Regions from separate parts of the Mus musculus genome. Here region 1 is linked to region 2. Evidence: chromatin contacts called from public Hi-C data. All regions are on one chromosome and are shown on one strand. The core of a region is the stretch at or near the end of the contact, and the rest is flanking DNA. Distances in the headings are between cores, read along the strand shown. Region 1 overlaps Klf13 (Kruppel-like factor 13). Region 2 overlaps 4930554H23Rik (RIKEN cDNA 4930554H23 gene).

Region 1 (3,843 bases), core at 1,185-3,684, 580 kb after region 2:
CCCTGATTTGAAAAACAAACAAAAACACCAAAAGCCAAAAAAAAAAAGAAAAAAAAAAAAAAAACCCCTTCAGTACATGAAATTCTGCTTTATCAGGCAACATCCATGCACGCAGGCAGGGGTGGGTAGGTGCCACAGGGTGCCTAAGCACAAACCCTCTTGGACATTTGAGTCATTTTCTCTTCTGCTCTTCAGAGGTCATCATGACCAGACAGACTGGAACTAAGGATGAAAACTCAGGGTGGTGTTCAGCCCGCTTGTACTTCAAGGCCAAGGCTCCTTACTAATGAGCTATAGTATCTTTGTTTACACAATAAGGTATTATCAAACAGAATGCATTCCTCAAAGCAAAATAGCACAATGGGTAAGGACACCTGTCACCAAGCCTGGTAAGCTGAGTTTGATCTCTGGAATCCACATGGTAGAGAGAACTCACTCCCCCGGGATGTCCTCTGACCTCCACGTACATGTATGCTGTGGGATGTGCACGTGTGCATGCACACACACACAAAAGTAAATGTAAGAGCAACTTTTAAAAAAATGAAACACCAAGAGGTTTTTAAAGAAGGGCACTAAAGCACGCCATCTATGAAGTCAAACCTCACACAGCTGGCCAGGGACAGAGACAGCAACACCACTGGGCCTTATAGACAACACAACAAAAGTCTCGTGTCCATGCTTTAGGGTCTTCACCACCCCTCGTTGCAATGGTAAAAACTCTAGTTGGTTTTTAACACAATAAAATAAATTCTGGAAAACAAAAAAACCCAAAAACCTCAATTCTGCAAACATCCTTAAAAAGATAACCCTTGGTCATATTAGCAGGACCATGTCTAAGTTACACAGAGTGGGGTGGGAAGGTACTCTCAGTGATGGGGACACCAGGCAGCTCTCTACTCAGGGGCTAGGCCAGGCCTCTTGCTGAAGGCCAGCTGCTGCTCCCTAGTGAAAGCAGGAGGAGCTGGCATGTTTAGACAGGGGAAGCAAAGGCAGCCCTGAATCTGAAATCAGGGCAGCCAATCTGGACATTCCTCTGGTGCTGGGTTGGGGGCCTGCCACATGTGACAACTCTTAACGGCTACTGCAGAGAGTTGCTTTCCTGGCAGGTCCACACTGAAAATGGAATAAACAGCCCATAAAACAATCCAGCCCCCTTGACATACATAAACCACGAGACTGACACTACACAACCGTAAGGGGAGCCTCAATGGATAAACCATCCACCAGGTGACCTAGACCAACATTTCTGGCCAGAAAAGTGAATGAATGCGCTTCCCAGCTTACTCACCAGGCTCTTTGTTGGGGCAAGGATATATAAGGTGACCTGTCGGAGAAGAGACCCTGGCAAAACAGGAGGCCATGGGAACCTGCTGCTGAATCTACTCATGGGCTGGCCATTCCCACAGGGACACTCCCATCAACAGCCAAGCATGTGGGCAGGAGAGCCTGGCCAGGTGCAGCTGACCCAGGCTGCCAGACTGCCTGCAAGAACAGTTAGAGTTTAACAGCAAACATAATCCTCACTGGCATGGCTGAGGTGTAAAACCAGTTCACACCCTAGACTCCTCCAGGAAGACTGGCTCTGGGCAGGAAGGTAGGTGGCCCCCGGGCTCTGGAAGCTCCACTTATGGGCATCTGAGAAGAGAAACAGCTCCCCAAAATTTTCCATGGAACTTAATCAGCCTCAAAGCCAATAAATCCTGGTGTGGTGTTTACGTAAGCGCTCCTAGCCTCTGGCCCTCAGCCAGTACTCCGAAGCCTACGCTGTGCCAGCTGTCGGCAGTGGGGTGCCCTCTCTGCTGCCCCCACCCTGCCTCACCAACCTAAAAGAAAGTCAATGAATCACAGAAATGTTCCTCCTATAAAAGGAATATAAATGTTTATTAAGAAATTATGGGAACCAGGTCAGGCATTTTGCAATCTTAGTCATACTAGCTAATTAAAAAAAAAAAAAAAATCAAAATAGAAACCCATCTTAGAAACTTGAGACAATGAAAGCTTCTCCAGCCAAGGAGCCCTTGGATCCCAGACTCAGCTTGGTTGTCAAGGCAACTCAGTATTTACCTCCAGTTCTGCTGTGTAGGAGGACCCTGGCTGGGACCAGGAACAGCCAACCAAGCCACCTCCTCCCCAACACCACAGAGGATAGGTGCCAGGGTGTCCCCAGAGAGCGGAAGGAGGAAGCCACAGCTTCCTTCATGGCTACGCAGTCGTCTCCCCTGCATAGCTACCTACAGCACAAAGGAGAGGCGCCCACATTCTCCTTCCTTCAGTCCCCTGTGCCCCGGGGTTCCTTGGGGGTTGGAAACCACTGAAGGCAAGTTAGAACCAGCTTGGGTCCAAAGTACAAAGAGGAAATTAAGGGTGGATGTGCCCAGACTGCACCCTCAGCTGGACAGCCCATGCCCACACTCAGTACCCACCCAGGCTCCACATCTGTGAGGAGACCTGAAGGGATGGAGGGCAGAGTCCCTTGTGCTTAACTACGGGTCCCTCTCTACATCCCGAGGACAGCCCTGTTGGCACAGTCACGCCCAGCATACTACTCCCTCCTCCTCAGCTCTTGCAGGGCATCAGGCTTTCTGAAAGGCTCATGGCACTACAGCAACAAACACTCCTGCTACAGCCTGTATACCTACAGGACAGCTTATGGCTAACTTCCATCCAAGGGAGCAACTGTCCTATGTGCTGGCTGAATGGCTCGTATGTGTGCACGCATCCATACACACCCACATAAACTCTTTCTTCCAAGCCGAGCTCCACGGGTAATTTAACAAATGAGTTCATAACACTGGATCATAATTCAGGCCATGAGCCAGATGTGGGAGTGAAGAGCTATAATTCTAGCTCTTCGAGAGGCTGGGGCAGGAGAACCCTAAGTTCCAGCACAGCCCAGGAAACTTAACGAGATTACTGACAGAGGAAAATAGCTGGGGCTCAGTGGAAAAAGTACTTGCCTAGCATATATAAAACCTGGGATGCCATCTCTAGTAAGGGGATACTACTTATTATGACAGAGTAGAAGAATGGGGACAGGAAAATAAAGGCTGAAGTTTTTCAAAAGCTAGAGTGTGGGCTTAAGAGTGATACAATTAGACAAAGCAAAATGCCTATCCACAGGACAGGCCACATCAGAACCTAGTCTTGCAGGCCTGGCAGTTCGGGAAAACCAGCTTTCTGATTGCTAACATGGCAGAACCGTGCCAGTGCAGGTAACACCCTGACTGTTCTCTTTCAGAGAGCCACATCCCTCCACAAAGCCTGGCAGGCACACAGCCTTGACATATGGACATTCTACAAAGCCCAGGGCTCACACAGAAGACACTGTGTGTTGTATCAGGCCAAGTAGCAAAGGGGGTTGGGGGTGGAGGACACTCTGGAAAAGATGATAGTTCAAAGTCCCTGTGTGTCCCAGGTGCTGCCAGGGGCTGATAGTCAGAAACAGCAGATTAGAGAAAATCTTCCTGAGAACCTAAGGCAGTCCGAGGGTCCTAAAGACCACCTACATGTTGCAGGTCACTCAGCAAACCTGGTAGGGGAGGAGCATGGGAGAAACATGTAGGTACCATCACCACTAAGGTGGGGTGGAAGCAAGAACAAGGAGATCGGAGAGGCATGGGTCAAGACAATGGAGAAGGAAAAAAAAAAAATTTAAGCCGTGCAGTGGTGGAGCACTTGGGAGGCAGATTTGAGTTCGAGGCCAGCCTGGTCTACAGAGTGAGTTCCAGGATAGCCAGGGCTACATAGAGAAACCCTGTCTGGGGGGCGGGGTGGGAGGGTGGGGGGTGGGGGGAGGTAGACAATGGAGAGCTGCTAAGGACTAGACTACAGTCAACACATCCT
Region 2 (3,834 bases), core at 322-2,821:
GACAGAAAAGGAGCCGATCTGGAGGGCAGGTGGGGGAGGGGCTGGGAGGAGTAGAGGGAGGGGAAATTGTGAACAGGATATGTTGTATAAGAAAAGAATCTATTCTCAAAAAAAGGGAAAAATAAATAAGCTGAGGGGATAGGGACAAAGCTTCAGCCCAGACACATCTGTGTGAAAGAAAAGCTTGGTTTCCTGTCCTAACACCCCTAGTGTGAGAAGAAAGTCTCAAGGTGAACTCCCATTGTCTCACTTAACCTGGGTAGGAGCCGCCAGCGGATGTTTTATTACCGAATTTTCGAGAAATGTCCCAAAGCTATCTTCTCATCTAATTCCCACCCACACAAACAGGTAATTCCCTCGGTTTATTCCTGCACTGTATCCACTCCCAACTTTCACAGTTTGTGGTTTCTACATTTAAAATTGTTTTTCATAGAATCTGTTAAATGCCAGGAGCTGAGACTGATGGCTTCTTGATTTACTTAATCCTCACAGAAGCCAAAGAAGAGGGATTATTGCCTACTTGAGAGAAAGGAGGTCAGAGGATTATTGAAGAGAGCTTATGGGGATTGTAGGCATAATGGGGTCAGCCTTGGAAGAACTCTGTCTCCAGGATTCTTGACACCTCAGAAGTACCCAGCATCTCTGCCTCTGTCCTTGACTGAACTGCCTTCTGCATTCACGTGGCATCCACTCAAGGCCCATCCGACACCAATGCTGTCCCACAGAGCCGGTTCACAGGTTTCCCAGGCACGTCTGTTATCTTCTGAAGGTGCACAGCGGTGGCTGACATGGTTCACACATCCCATCTCTCTTGCTGGTTCCTGCCTATAAGGGAAAAGGTTTTGAGCATTCTCTTTCCCCACTCCCCAGGGTGTGTGGTGTAGGAAGCTTGCAATATAGACTCGCGGCTGGAATAAATGTCTAATGCTCATTACCTAGGTGTTAAGAGACAAGCGTGCTGATTTTCAGATTTAGAATGTTTATGTGTGATGTGGAGTGGTATGTAGTTGAAAGGTTCCTTTGGGGGTCCAAACAGAGTTAAAAGCTAAAAGAAACCTTTCTACCATAAATAGTGTCATTATATAAAAGTGGGAGAGAAAACATCATCTCTGTGGCTAGAATGCTTTGATATTCATATTTTTGTCTCTTCATCAAGCTATCCACTTGTATAACTGCCTTTCTATTCTACAGACACCCACAAGCAGCCCTCCCCTGGACTCAACTGTGGCCTGGCCTGCAGGGATTCTCAGAAAAGATCAAATGAGAAGCCTACAAAGCTCCCCCATTTAATCCTTGTAACCACCTTTGAAGTGCAATTATTATCTACAAGATGCTCAAGAACTGCTTCTGAGTTGCCAGTTGCTTGGAAGCCAGGAGGGACTGGACCAGACTTCCTGGCCCCTCAGCATCCTGGCTGTCTGTAGAACATCACCCCACACTGCCAGCTTTGCTCTAGGCTCTGGCTCCTTAGCTCCCTCCTCAAACCACACTCTCTTCCTGCACTGGGTTACTGTGACAGGATCTGCAGTCCTGGAAATTCCTCTTCCAAAGTTGCTATAGAAACTCCCGGTGTGGGTGTGTGGAGGAAGGGGTGCGATTCCTCCCAGCTGATGCACAGAACTTTGCACAGCTTGAGGCAGCATAGAATCAGACCCGTGGCGTTTCTCACCCAATTTGAGCCGCCCCAGAGTGTGGAGGAGGAAGACACCCTACTCCTTCTCTGTGTATCAGTGAGGGAAAAGAAAAAAGTCCTCTGATGTGGTTCAATTCTATCTAGAGAAAAGTGAAGAGCTGGCTGAGCCCAGCCACTTCAGAAACAGTGAGTCAGGACCAGAGTGGCCACCCAGCACGCAGGATGTCAAAGATTACCACCAGTCAAAAATGGACACAGCGTGCTTCTCAATATGATGCAAACAACACTCGCCTATTTTGTCAAGATACAGGTTAGGGAACCTGCATGGTCACATAGCTTCATTAGTCAGCCCTACAGTCAGCAGCGGGGACTGGGTGAGCCTCCTGATCAATAGCGCCCCCTGGTGATCAAGCGCTCAGAACAATCAGATGAAACAGGAATTTAATGTTGACAAACTGGATTTTCACAGGGTTGCCTGTGAAATTATCTCTTCTCACACAGTTCTTAAAATAAATCCTGTTGAAGGGAGGGTTTCACATGGGGAGAAGTGACAGATATATCCTGTTCTGCATAAGATGACTAATATCCGCACATGTTCACAGACACAAGCTAGAGAATGTCAGAGACACTCAGGCCTCGAAGACTCTGGGCCTCTTGGCCCATATGGAGAATGGGAGGTGAGAAAAACAGGTGAGTTATCCAGGAAGATGAAGACTCCACTGAACCAAACACTACTGAGTGCTGACTTGCATGTGACTGTATGCTAGGATAGATAGGCTAAGCCTGGAGATACAACTGAGAGATGCTGCTGCTCAATGGGCTTCATAGTGCACTGAGAGCAGTAGGGCATAGGCAGTTGTAATAGCAAGAACAAGAGAAATAAACTGTGGCATGTGGATAACGAAAGACTGAGTTCTCCACGGTGTGGATATGAGAACAGGCCAAGTTTAACCAGCTTTGTAAGAGTTTGTGAGCTTCCTAGATCTATCATAAATAACACTGTGTTTATAAGAGTCCAGGCCTTTAAAGACCAAATGTAAATATGTTTTTAAACATGTTTAAAACATTGACCACTGTAAATACAAGATATTAAAGAGTAATTTTATAGAGGGTCATGAGCTATGTATTCTAGGGAAGTAGTCATATCAGGAAATACACACAAAGGTCACCAGAAAAGAGCTGGGTCACACACACACACACACACACACACACACACACACACACACACACTGCTGTCCAAATGTGTCCAAGCTTTTGTATTGGAAAGTCCATGTTCTGGGAAGCATTTTGAAAGGCAGGGCCTGCTGGGGAAGGTTAAGAGTAATGGTGTTATAGGGCCCCCAATGGAGGAGCTAGAGAAAGTACCCAAGGAGCTGAGGGGTCTGCAACCCTGTAGGTGGAACAACAATATGAACTAACCAGTACCCCCAGAGCTCGTGTCTCTAGCTGCATATGTAGCAGAAGATGGCCTAGTTGTCCATCATTGGGAAGAGAGGCCCCTTGGTCTTGCAAACTTTATATGCCCCAGTACAGGGGAATGCCAGGGCCAAGAAGTGGGAGTGGGTGGGTAGGGGAGCAGGGCTGGGGGAGGGTATAGGGAACTTTCGGGATAGCATTTGAAATGTAAGTAAAGAAAATATCTAATAAAAAAAGAGTAATGGTGTTATGAAGATCCTAATTGTTTTAGGTTGTTCTCTTTTGTTCTACTGTTGTGTGAAGACCTTGTTTCTGTTTTCTGGGGATGTCCATTCAATCCAAGTCATCATCTTGGAAGTAGAGGTCAGACCCTTACCAGAAGCCTGAGCCTAGAACTGAGACTTTGAAACAAACAGAGTTGTGGGAAACAGTTCAGCTCTGATTCCAGTGTCTTCTTACAGCTGAGAAAAACAGAAAAGCATCTCCCAGTTTCTAACTGAATGTAACATAAAGGAGACAGTGGAGTATTTCTTATCCAGAAACAGAAGCCAGAAGATAGGAACCAAGGACCAAAGAAGACTTCTAAACTCCCTGGACAGTCAGTATACTTACTGCTTCAGATGCAAAGCCATCAGCCTTAGTCAGTGAAGAGTGTTATGCACAAATCCAGGCTAGGTGCTGGCAGGTCTGTAAGAAATGCTGCCTTCGTGCAGCCACGGGCTGTCAGACTTAAGAATGGAAACCAGTTTTTCTTTCCATGAGCAGACACATCTTCAGCTGTGTGG

The links. A called contact is a pair of places that touch in the nucleus more often than the background predicts.
Region 1: a Hi-C map of cortical neurons shows a contact between it and region 2, with 4 times the contacts expected there. The contact joins two enhancer-like sites. A contact is called at or near these places in 1 of 39 promoter capture datasets (hippocampal neurons), 2 of 484 Hi-C or Micro-C datasets (cerebral cortex and cortical neurons) and 1 of 115 datasets of contacts at active chromatin or transcription factors (forebrain).

What each region holds. Positions count from the first base shown.
Region 1 is chr7:63,923,382-63,927,224 of GRCm38.p6, forward strand. All of the region lies in intron 1 of Klf13 (Kruppel-like factor 13), which reads right to left. Among named protein-coding and RNA genes, the nearest start is that of E030018B13Rik, 8.4 kb to the left of the region's middle. Within about 2 kb of position 2,435, at least 300 of the 459 cell types and tissues checked have an H3K27ac peak or open chromatin away from gene starts, as enhancers often do. A contact at or near this core is called in cerebral cortex, cortical neurons, forebrain and 1 more, where this site is marked.
Region 2 is chr7:63,344,235-63,348,068 of GRCm38.p6, forward strand. 4930554H23Rik (RIKEN cDNA 4930554H23 gene) reads right to left here. Exons shown (of 10, transcript NR_131089.1): 9 at 3,662-3,834; 10 at 458-825. Among named protein-coding and RNA genes, the nearest start is that of 4930554H23Rik, 98 kb to the right of the region's middle. Within about 2 kb of position 1,572, at least 28 of the 459 cell types and tissues checked have an H3K27ac peak or open chromatin away from gene starts, as enhancers often do. A contact at or near this core is called in cerebral cortex, cortical neurons, forebrain and 1 more, where this site is marked.